3 separate regions of the Oryctolagus cuniculus genome follow, and all the other regions are linked to region 3. The links are chromatin contacts, called in public Hi-C and Micro-C maps. All regions are on one chromosome and are shown on one strand. The core of a region is the stretch at or near the end of the contact, and the rest is flanking DNA. Distances in the headings are between cores, read along the strand shown.

The links. Hi-C and Micro-C count contacts between places; a contact is called where the count stands out from the background.
Region 1: a contact with region 3 is called in a Micro-C map of ear pinna, with 4 times the contacts expected there. The contact joins the promoter of CYP2R1 here to the promoter of PDE3B in region 3. A contact is called at or near these places in 3 of 6 Hi-C or Micro-C datasets (ear pinna, skin fibroblasts and an unstated tissue).
Region 2: a Hi-C map of an unstated tissue shows a contact between it and region 3, with 2.4 times the contacts expected there. The contact joins the promoter of PSMA1 here to the promoter of PDE3B in region 3. A contact is called at or near these places in 3 of 6 Hi-C or Micro-C datasets (liver, skin fibroblasts and an unstated tissue).

Annotation. Positions count from the first base shown.
Region 1 is chr1:51,342,925-51,346,949 of mOryCun1.1, forward strand. It overlaps CYP2R1 (cytochrome P450 family 2 subfamily R member 1), which reads left to right and starts at 1,580. Exons shown (of 5, transcript XM_002708828.5): 1 at 1,580-1,881. The coding sequence starts at 1,657.
Region 2 is chr1:51,701,783-51,705,715 of mOryCun1.1, forward strand. PSMA1 (proteasome 20S subunit alpha 1) reads left to right here and starts at 2,456. Exons shown (of 10, transcript XM_002708826.5): 1 at 2,456-2,852. The coding sequence starts at 2,850. It overlaps LOC127492353 (a long non-coding RNA gene), which reads right to left and starts at 2,699. Exons shown (of 3, transcript XR_011388330.1): 1 at 2,562-2,699; 2 at 2,114-2,211; 3 at 1,006-1,085.
Region 3 is chr1:51,563,525-51,567,239 of mOryCun1.1, forward strand. It overlaps PDE3B (phosphodiesterase 3B), which reads right to left and starts at 1,894. Exons shown (of 16, transcript XM_002708827.5): 1 at 554-1,894. The coding sequence starts at 1,522.

The DNA of each region.
Region 1 (4,025 bases), core at 330-2,829, 220 kb before region 3:
TTGGAATGAAAATGAACCTTTTTTGAAAAGACAGAAAGTGGCCATTCCTGAATTGAGGGCCTGTATTGTATAACTGCTGTGGTCAGGCCAGATTCTGCAAACCTGATGATGTCAGAGAAGGCAAGGTTGACCTCACATGTCTGGCCGGTGATACTCCCCATTCCTGGGCATCAGCATCCTGGTCCCACATCTGCCATTATAACAGTAGAGACTAAGTTTAGCAATAACCTGTACTATTGTTTTTCCATTCTGATAGTAGTTTCTTGATTGATGTGAGAAATAAACATTGGGTTCATTTTCAAAGGTTTTAAATCTGAGAAGACAACAAACTGGCATAAGAGCTTGCAGACAAGTAACTAGCTAAAATCTGGGTTACATGCATCTGAAAGTTCTTAGGCAAACAGGATGTTAGTGGCCAAAACAGCTGAAACAAATGCAGGCAAGAGCATAACCCCACAGTTACTCAGCCAGTGAGGAACAGGGGGAGAGACCTGCGTGCTAGAAAATGAACAGCTTGCTATAAACCACCCCTGGGTGTGCTGGGCCACTAGGCACCCAGTCTTGTGAGATAATTAATAAAGTCTCACTTTGGTGAACTTCCTGTCTGAATCCATCCTTTGAGTGGACGGGTGAGGTTGTTTCTCACAATCGATTAATAAGAACTTTAAGGACTCTCTAAGGATAACAGATAAGGCATTTGTAATAAGCAGTCGGTAGCTATTCTGTAAGTGGAGACTCTATAAAATATACCCTGTAGGGGCTTTGTTGCTCTTATTTACCTCTCTATCTCAGTGCTTACGACACCTTCCTAACACCTGCCTAAGTGCTGTATTCATGAAAGCTAGGCTAATGAGGACCACAAAATTCCCACCAACGTTAAATCATAATTACAGGGCAGCTTTTAGAGAGTCCCAAGTTCTGTAGGTTCTGTGTTGATTAAAAACAGAACAGAAACTGAAATGATAAGAATAATATGAAATATTGGTTGTTTAATTCTAGGTAGTATAGGTAGAAAGCTTAAGTACTATCCCTGAGCAACTGCAGCGTACACAGACCTCTGTGACTACCAATCAGCAACCAGTTTGGCAGGACCAGAGAAGTGAAAACACAAGTTACCTGAGTTAATTGCATAACAATTGCTTACTCATGAAAATTCTTAAAGGATCAGCAACAAAAATGCCTCATAACATGAGGAAAGAAATAGATGAGTAAGTAAAGCAGAACAGGCGTGCACTCTCTAATGGAAGGAAATTCTGAAAATTATCAGGCTCAGCTAAAGCCCACAGAAGTTCAGTTTTCCTAGTCTTTAATAAGTAGACCTGACACTAGAAAGATTCCTTCAGAAAGGGCTGGCCATCCAAGGAGGCAGGCAGGATTCTTCCAGTGATTGCGTTCTCAACGCCCTGGTGCCAACCTTGAAGGTTGTCCTGCCAGCTTGGTTCCCCCTAAACCCCGCCAAATCCAAAGGGTCGGAAAGCAGTTGAGTGGGCAAAGCCATGCGGTAGCTGCCCTGGGGACCGCCCTACACTCAGGTAACCAATGGCCATGGAGCAAGGGCGGTACCTCAGGAAATTGGGCCAATGAGAACGTGGCAAGATTGAAGGGGTCGTCCCCGTCCCAGCCTGACAGAGGGGAACGCGGCCCCAACTCGGACCGATGCGGGAAACTTCGGGAGCTGAGGAGTGCGCGGCGGCGCTGGGCGGCGCGCTCTTCCTACTGCTCTTTGCACTGTGGGGACGCCAGCTGCTGAAGCGGAGGCGGCCGGTGGGCTTTCCCCCGGGGCCTCCGGGGCTACCGTTTATCGGCAACATCTACTCCCTGGCCGCCTCAGCCGACCTTCCCCATGTCTACATGAGAAAGCAGAGCCAAGTGTACGGCGAGGTACAGCCCCGACCGCCGGGCCGCGAGCAGGGAGGGCCGCCGTCCTGGCCTCCGGGCTGGCTTGGGTCTCCCTGTAGGTTGGACTGGAGGCCAGTTCCGGTTCGAGGAGCCGAGATTTCTGTGTGCTGGCAACTTCTGCTGAGGAAAACCCGCTCACTTCGCCCACCCCCTCCACCAATGGGCCGCCCCACTCCAGCCTGCGCTCTGAGGCGATCCGGGCCGGGGTTCCTCGCTTCGGAGGGGAGCGCGCGCTCGGCGCCCCGGAGCTCCCGGGCCTGCGCAGTGTGGTTCTCGGGTAGGCCGGGCGCAGGCTGCGGGCCTTGATCGCCCGCAGGTTAGAGTTCACTGCTTGGCTTGAGCAAAAAGTAGCGGCAGCCTGAATTCTGGGGCCTGGTTATAGTTAATGGTTATGGGAGGTTCTTCGAGGCTTGCTATTGACTAACAAGTGGTGTAAGCGTTTGCTGTGAGGATTCAAAGTAGAATGGAGTGAACGTCCCGCCAAGAAGCGGGCTGTGGTTAATAGGAAAAGCGTGCGTAGAACTAATGACGCAAAACAGCGCGGGAGCCCTGCAGCCCTGCGTGAGCGAGGTTCAGATTGGCCAGGAACGCCCTTAGAGCATGTACTTATAAGGTGCCACCTGTGTGCTGCTCTCTCGAACAACTTGTTGACTCATTTAAATCTCACAGCCACCTGGTGAGGTAGGTGTTTCAAGTTTTCCCCATTTTCACATAGAAAAACTGAATGACACCCCCCACCCCGAAAAAGACAGGAACACAGTGCTTGTGTTTGGAAGGGTGCCCTTATCTCAAAAGGCCGAAGTGTCCAGAAGGGAGTTAACAGTCCAGAGGGAGAGAGAAAACGAATTCCAGCGATAAACTGTGGTTAAAGGCTGTATGGCAATTATATTTCAGGTTAGTGCTTAAATCCTTACTTAAATCAATTTGTCTAAGAATTATTTCAGGCTTCTGCAGCTCAATAGTGGTTGGCATTGCTAAAGGGAACCTGGACATCGATCAAGAAAATATATATAATTCTTAAGTTTTATCTACCCTCCCCCATTCTCCAGAGTTTATTTCCATGATTTCTGTTTAATATATTTGATCTCTTTGATATGTTTGTCACAAAGCAGCATGATATTATGGAGAAATCACAAGATGTGGAAACATAACAAATCAAAGAGATCAAATATATTAAACCAGGTTCCCTTTAGTAATGCAAATCACTGTTGAACTGTAGAAACCTGAAATAATTCTTAGAAAAATTGAAACTATTTACACATTGAAGAGTAGCCAGTGTTTGCCTGACTCTACCTTACAGTTAAATTTGATAACCAGCAAACATTAACTTTTTTTAAAGATTTATTTAGGGGCCAGCACTGTGGTATAGTGGATAAGGCCAACACCTGCAGTGCCACCATCCCAAATGGGCATCAGTTCAAGTCCTGGCTGCTCTACTTCAGATCCAGCTTCCTGCTAAAGCACCTGGGAAAGCAGAAGATGGTCCATGTGCTTGGGCCTCTGCCACCCACGTGGAGCTTCATCTGGGTCTTCCACATGGGTGGCAGGGGCCCAGCACGTGCACCATCTTCTGCTGCTTTTCTCAGGTCATTTGCAGGGAGCTGAACTGGAAGTGGAGCAACCAGGACACGGGTCAGTGCCCATGTGGAATGCTAGCCTTGCAGGTGGCAGCTTTATCCCTTGGGCCACAATGCTGGTCCCCAAATATTAACTCTTTAAGCTACAGAAGCATTTGATCCTTACCCTGATTATGAAGCAACCCTAAAAGTCTTCTGTTATCTTGGAGATATTTCCCAATTCTGCCAAAACCTCAAAGTTTATATAAGTTGTAAAATACCATACCTTTTGTTGAGGTAGAAGGAGAATATTACCACCTATATTTTTGGAAGCTGTGAAAAGTTTACAGGACATGTTTGTAAATAGAATCTTATTTTTCCATTGTCTTTATAATTTTATATGTGTGCTTATAAAAAAATACCTGGACTTTACAATTGCTTATGACAGTTACTTTAACATCAACTTTTATACAGCCTATGAATTCAGTTCTCCTTTATAATTCTTGAAGACCACCCCCACCCCAGTACAAGGGACTTACACATTCATTTTAAAGGCAAGTCTTAATTAGA
Region 2 (3,933 bases), core at 1,206-3,705, 140 kb after region 3:
CTAGGCTAATCCTCCGCCTAGCGGCGCCGGCACACCAGGTTCTAGTCCCGGTTGGGGCGCCGGATTCTGTCCCGGTTGCCCCTCTTCCAGGCCAGCCCTCTGCTGTGGCCAGGGAGTGCAGTGGAGGATGGCCCAGGTGCTTGGGCCCTGCACCCCATGGGAGACCAGGAAAAGCACCTGGCTCCTGGCTCCTGCCATCGGATCAGCGCGGTGCGCCGGCCGCAGCGCGCCGGCCGCGGCAGCCATTGGAGGGTGAACCAACGGCAAAAGGAAGACCTTTCTCTCTGTCTCTCTCTCTCACTGTCCACTCTGCCTGTCAAAAAAAAAAAAAAAAAGACAAAAAAATTCCTATCCCTGGACAGTTAAGTGGTTCCCTAACTCTCTGGAATAACAAATTTCCCTCCTCATTTTCACTTGAGCTACCTTCAAGGAGTTTCTTTTTTTTGTATTCAAAAATCTTCTGTAAAAGTAACCTATGCACCATGCACAATAAGTTAATTCTCCACCTATGGCGCCAGCATCCTATATGGGCGCTGGCTCAAGTCCTGGCTGCTCCTCTTCCAATCCAGCTCGCTGCTATGGCCTGGGATAGCAGTAGAAGATGGCTCAAGTCCTTGGGCCCCTGCACTCACGTGGGAGACCTGGAAGAAGCTCCTGGCTCCTGGCTTCGGATTGGCACAGCTCCGGCCGTTGCAGCCATCTGGGAGTGAACCAGCAGATGGAAAACCTCTCTCTCTGTCTCTCTCACTGTCTCTAACTCTACCTCTCAAATAAATAAATAAAATATTAAAAAAAAAGTAACCTAATAAGAGGTTACCATCCCTATTGACAGGGAGTGCCAACAAATGAATGAGAAAATGAGTAACGTAATAATAAATTGAGAAAAGAATGAAGTACAGTTTACTAACATAACAAACAGCAGGAAATACATTAAAAGATTTTTTACTAGTAATCAAAAACTACAAAGAAAATTAAAGCAAGAGGTTTTTTTTTTTTTTTTTCCCTGCCTATCAACTTGATAACTGCACAGTGTACTCACAATATCCAATGTTGGTGAGGGTACAATGAAAGAGGATTCTCAGGCACTGTAGAATGTAAACAGATATAATATTTTTTTGCAACTTAGCCATATAAATCTTAACTACAAATGTGCATTCCCTCTGACCCCACAATTCTACTTCTATGAATTCATCATAAGGAGGTAATCAGGAAAGTACACCAAATAATGTATAATCATCATTATGGTATTTTTATAATAGCAAAAATTTGGAAAGAATCTAATTGCTCACCAATAGTAAGGTAAATTATCTCATTTCCACACAATAGAACACTATACAACTACTGAAAATATAATAGACATTTCATAAATATTTCAGAAATATTTATGAAAACAAAATGGCTATAACTTTTTAATAGTATTAAAAATAGTTTAATATAATTTTATATGTAAAAGAACTGACAGATTTGTATGCAACACATAACCATAAATATGTTACATGACAATTTTTAAATGGGCATTTAGTCACTCATTCAACATTCTTTATTCCCTTCGCCAATATTTATTAAGCACTTCATACATGCTAGGAATGTGTACATCAAAAAGATGAACTATTAATTTAATCTGTTACTTTAAAAATGACAATAACCATTGTTGCAAATTTGAGGGGGGCAACCCCATATACTACAGTTGAGGACCTAACAGTAAAACTTTTCTAAAAGCCAATTTAGCTCTTTTCATGAAAAGCCTTAAAATTATACATTTCATTTGAACCTGTAATTCCATTTCCTAGAACTGACTCAAAAGAAAAGAATATGGATGTTAAACATATATAGGAAACAGTTCGTGAGTTATTTGGAAGGACCTAAATATCAAACAATAGGGATCTGGGTAAATATATGTTCAGAATGCAGAATACCAGGGCATCTTTGTTTGACCTGCAAAATGTTGAAGACAAGAAAGCGTTCAAACACATACATGCAAAGGTTTCTAAACAGTGTGATTCTACACTGCTGCGAACCTGACCACACCACCTGAGCCAGTTCTTGTACATGCAAAACTCTCATCCCGAAGGGATGCTTTCAGCTCCAATGTCACCTTAATCTAGGCACTCACCTCTTCTTTAAAAAGAGAATTACCAGTTGGTAGGTGTTATTGGCAGCTATGCTCAGAGCTGTCTCAAACTAGTTCATTTGGGGATTTGCCAGAAGATCCTTTCGAAAAGAAAATAGATAATTCAGAAGAAAAAGTCCTTTTATTCTCAGCGGCCTAATCTAATCTATCGGGTGTCTGCTTGGTTCTGAGGGCATGGAAAGACAGTAGTTCAAAGTCCGGAGGAGGAAAACAACAGTGATAAAAAATGAAGGGCTGCTGGTATCAGGGTCTTCGAAGAAGAGATTTAAGGAAGGCAGAGGATTCATAAGTGCAAAGCAAAGAACGCACACCAGCAAGATACTCGAGGAAGAGTATGGCTGACACACATAAACAGGCGTTATTCTGTGGCCTTTCCTGAAGCCTCGTTCTTCTCAGACACACACAGCTCAAATCTCTGAGGACGATGAACCTGAGACTCCAGGACGGGCTACGAGCTGCTGTTTAGCCACTGCCTGCACTCCGGGGCCTACGTTTCCCGCCAATCTCAGTTCCTCCTTCTCCCAGGGCCCCGCCCACGCAGGAGGGCGCGAGGAAGCGCTGGAAACCTATCGATAGCTCCGGAATAGACTGATCTACCCTGCGCTGCCGCCGTCAAAACCCCGCAGCCTTTTCTGTAGATCGCCGAGCGGTAGTTTCGGCTGCGTTCCTTACTCCGCACCTTCGCTAGGAGTCCTGCAGCCAGGCCGGCGACGGAACCATGGTGCGTTGGGTCCCGATCCTTCGAAGGTTTAGGGCAGAGGTCCCAGTGACTTGGGGATGGCGAACCAATTCTCCTGCCGTTCTTAGAGCGGCCCGAGGCCACGGGGCATGGGAACCCCAGTCTGCGGGAGGGCTCCGGCAGTGATTCAGCATCTCCGGCCTGGCCTGGCGAGCTGCGGTCGGTAGCCGGTGCAGCCTTTTCCTCACGGCGCATTTCGCTATTCTCAAGGCCTCGATGAAGTGGTCGAGTCCGCCTCTCGAGTTCCCTCACCGGAGTAGATTCCCAGAGGTCCAAAACGATCCCTCGTGCTCTGGACGATAGAGAGACGGGACTTGACTCGGAGGCGGCCTTGTACCGCCGGGGCGGTCTAGACCCAGGGTGTGTGTCCTTAGATCGCGTCCCTTTCCTTGGTGGGTCCGTCCGACTTATCAGCCCCCTAGGGCGCGATCAGAAAAGGTCTCTTTCACTTTGTCCAGTCACCTGATTGCAAATGAGTGAACTTATCCTGAAAGGGGAAATGATGGACTCAGGATTATAATGTAGTTCTGTGGGCTTCAAGTCCCACGCCAAAGAGTCCAGCGTTCAGTCCGCTCTCCCCTGTGATTGTTCTGCCAAGTAGTGAAAGGCCTTTTTGAAGATTGTCTAAAACAGTAGTGTATCGTAGTTATTCGTATCTAGCCCAAAGTAACAAAGAAAAATTTTATGTGTACAAAAGTGCAAGTACAGGGGAGGCTCAAAGATAATCAGACATATCCCTAACCTTAATTTTAAGATAGAAAAGGATGTGTACAGAGCTGTGGGACTTCGTGCTGTGAGGGTTTTGGGAGAAGAATTCAAGAGATAGACATTTGAGCTCATTTAAAGAAAAAGTTTGATGCATATAAACTTCAATAGTTGAACCCAAAGGGAGCGCTATGGAGAGTGGCTGGGTAGAAAGTTGGAAAGATGAGACCCATTTAGAGCTGTTCCTTCCTCCCCAGCTCATAGAAATTGTAGACTTGGCTTGCCACTGAGTATAGTAGTAATCTTCCAGTGAGTTTGCCTTAACAGTTACTTTAATGTGTAATGAAATCACACATTT
Region 3 (3,715 bases), core at 644-3,143:
AATACACACAACACAGTGAGTTAGTGTTGAAAAAATACACACACACACACACACACACTCACACAACTCTAGCAGGCTATATGGCTGGCTTTCTGTCTGAACGACTGAGTCTCAGTTCCAAACTGTTCTTTCCAGGTGACGCTCTCAGATTCCCCCCTCGATTATCATCACTGGCGAAAACTCCCACAGTCTCCCCTCAGGCTGAAGGCCGCACGCTCCGCTGGGGCAGATACCACCAGCAAAGTGATACTGGCACCAAACAAGAGCGTGCCCGCCTCATTCCTCTGAGAAGCAGCCCCCCCACCCCCATTACATACACAAAGTCGCTTAAAATGCAGCCTGCTTAGGGGGCTATTTCAGGGCCACTCAAAGGACAAAACTTGCTTCTGCGTTCTGCAAACGCTTCCTGTAATTGAGGAATCCCTTCCAGGATAAAACATGACTTCCTCCCCTTTGCTCCCACTTCCAAGACGCTCCCTGCACTCGCGCACCGCAGCGCCAAGGCCGACGGCGCGCTCGCCCCCGGGCGGCCCCGACTCCCGGGCCAACATACCTGCTCTCTGGAAATACAAGGCAACGACGGTCGGCGGAACATCTTGCCACTGCCATAGTAACTGGCGCCGCTCTCTCCCAGCGAAACGCAGCTGGACCTCCGCCGGGGTCGTATCACAGGCACTTTTTCGTCCACGGCGCTGGCCAGCCGAGGATGGAGAGGCGCTTCCCTGATCTGAAAGAAGTGATCCAACCCCAGGGCCAGCAGACAGCCTGCGCTCCCGACCAGGCAAGAGAGCAGCGGCCGAAGGACCGAAGGCAGCGAGCCCAGGCTGGTGACGGAGACCCACCAGACGCAGCTGGCGAAGAGCAGCAGCGCCGGGATGCTGTGGCGGAGCCTCGCAGGCTGTGCGAGCGTCAGCAAACCCACACAGCTCAGCACCAACACCAACCTGCCCGCCACCGCTGGGGGCGCGTGCGGGCCGGGGGTCTCGGCCCCCCACGGCCAGGACCACCACGGCCACCCCAAGAGGTCCCCCAGGTAACAGCAGGCGGGCAGCGCAAGCACCCACCAGGAGCCGCCGCCTGGGCCCAGGTCGGGGCCCCGCTGGGTCCGAGTCAGGAAGCAGGTGAGGAAGAAGAAGGCACAGGCGATGCTGAAGAGGGGGCTGAGGCTATGCGAGCACACGCTCAGCAGCGTCCGCAGCTGGGCGGCCCCGGTAACCCAGCTCTCGGGCCCCGCGCCGAGCAGCCCGGCGAGGACAAAGGCGGCCAGGGCGCCCAGCGAGAGGCGCGCCCGGGAGAAGCGGGAGCCGTGCCGCGGCTGCTGGGGAGAGGCCGGCGCCGGCGGCGGCAGCTCCACGTTGCAGAAGCGGCAGAGGTGGAATAAGAAGCCGCGCGGAGGGTCCTGCCGCAAGGGGCTCACGCAGCTCTTCACGTAGCCGTTCCTCAGACTCCCGGGGGGCGAGCCGGCCCCGTCCGGCGGCTGCGGGTACCGCATGGCTTTGGCGTCTCGCTCCTCTCCCCTCATGGCCAGGGGTGGCCGCGGGGCTCAGCACGCCCAGCTCGGACTGCAGACAGCCGCTCGCGCTCCCGGACCCCCGCCACCGAGTTCTGGGCGCCCCCCGGCTCGTAGCGCGTCAGAGCTGCGCCCGTCGCCGCGGCCCGGGGTCTCCGCCGCGCGGGCCGAGGAGCGACAGAGTCCGCGACATGCTGGCTCAGGAGAGCGGCGGAAGGGGCTTCTCTCCGGGACCGCGTCGGCTGCCGTCTCCTTTTCCCTCGGGCAACTCTGGGGACTGAAGACTCGGTGTCGCCTCCCAGCTCCCGTTGGCTGCAACAGTTAACCTCACGGCCCCAGCCTGGTCCGTTGGGCGCGCGAGCGGCAAGCGGGCGCTCCTCCCCCGCGGCAGCTCCGGCCGGGCACGCGCCCTGCCCGCCGTCCGCGCGCGCCCGCGTCTGGCCCGCCAGCACCGGCGCCCGCCGCCACCAACAGGGACGCGAGATCGGGACCCCGCCGAGTGTGTGAGTGTGGGGCAGGAGAGTGCGGCCGTGGTAGTCCGGGGGCCGGCTGGGGCTGGGAGAGACGACGGGGTCGTCATCGGATGGGAAGGGCAAACCCGCCAACCTGGGACCCCAGACACGCAGGGTGTTTTGAGGGGAAGTCAGAGGTGTCTAGCCAGGCTCCGACAGGTCACCACTGGGGTCTTGGGGAAAGAGAGGACGTTTGTGATCCCCAAAAGGAGTGCCTAGTGGGGATACCGAGCCCAGAGTGGGAGGGGCTGCCTCTAACCTCAGCCCAGTTCGGGGTGGGCCCTGGGACTGTGTGAGCAGAGCTGTGACCAAGTGAGGGCCCGTCATCACCAAGGCCACAACCCAGAACCTCTAATCACGGTGGGTAGGTATGGCCCCAGCTGCAACGTGTTTCCTTGAGCCACGCAGCAGGCCCAAAATCCCTGCAGTGGCCCTTAGGGAGGGTGCACGTGGCGGGCACTCTGGAAACATCCAAATCTTGCTTCACAGGCAAGGAACTGACGTCACGTCCTCCACCTTCCACCCTTGCCATACATACGCAATGGTCAGTCTAGTTCCCCTCTAACATGGCCTGTAAGATTTGCTGTTGCAAATGTCCTTTCCAAATTGAAAGCTTTTTCACTATAACAGCAAGTTCTAGAGAGGGGGGATAGGAACATTAGGTGTTCTCGCCAAGACCACTCCTCAGCTGTGATCCATTGCCCTTCAAAAGCCAAGTAAGATGCTATCTGTAAAGTAGTGGTGAAACTAGCAACGTTAGGAAATGCTGACTTCAAAGTGAGAAGAACGTTGCAGTACCAAAGGGACTGCTCTGGAATCGCACCAATCATAACTGCCTTAGAGGGTGAACTGTGTTTCCCTCCACCGAAACTCCCTCCAGCCTCATGACAGAACTGCATTTCTCAAAAAGCTAATTCCACATTTTTCCAGGGAGATGAGAAACCTTACTGTGTGGTAAATCCCACAAACAGGCCCATTTTTCACCAATTAATCTCTGCCCACAGCCATGACCTAACACACCATTTTCATATATGGTCAGAGTTCACATACATAGCAGAAATCACTGTGAAATTAGCTCAAGAATTTGATCAAGAGACACGCATACAAACAAAAACAATTACCAGCTTCCTTTCCTTTTCTATACATTGAATAAAAGAAAAAAATAGTTTTCTAATTTATAAACCAAATGCTTTCCTAAAAGGTAAAGAGTCCATCAAGGGCCGGTGCTTCGGCTCAATAGACTAATCCTCCACCTTGCGGCGCTGGCACACCAGTTTCTAGTCCCGTCGGGGCGGCAGATTCTGTCCCAGTTGCCCCTCTTCCAGGCCAGCTCTCTGCTGTGGCCTAGGAGTGCAGTGGAGGATGGCCCAAGTGCTTGGGCCCTGCACCCCATGGGAGACCAGGAGAAGCACCTGGCTCCTGGCTTCGGATCAGTGCAGTGCGCGGGCCGCAGCGCACCAGCCGCAGCAGCCATTGGAGGGTGAACCAACGGCAAAGGAAGAACTTTCTCTCTCTCTGTCTCTCTCACTGTCCACTCTGCCTGTCAAAAAAAAAAAAAAAAAAAGAGTCCATCAAAGCTTTCTTCCACTATGACAATAACATGTATAAACCTCACTAACACCAGATGAAGACTGAGTATGAAACTTTAAAATTTTTATTTATTAAATTTGAGAGGCAGAGAGTGACTCCCACC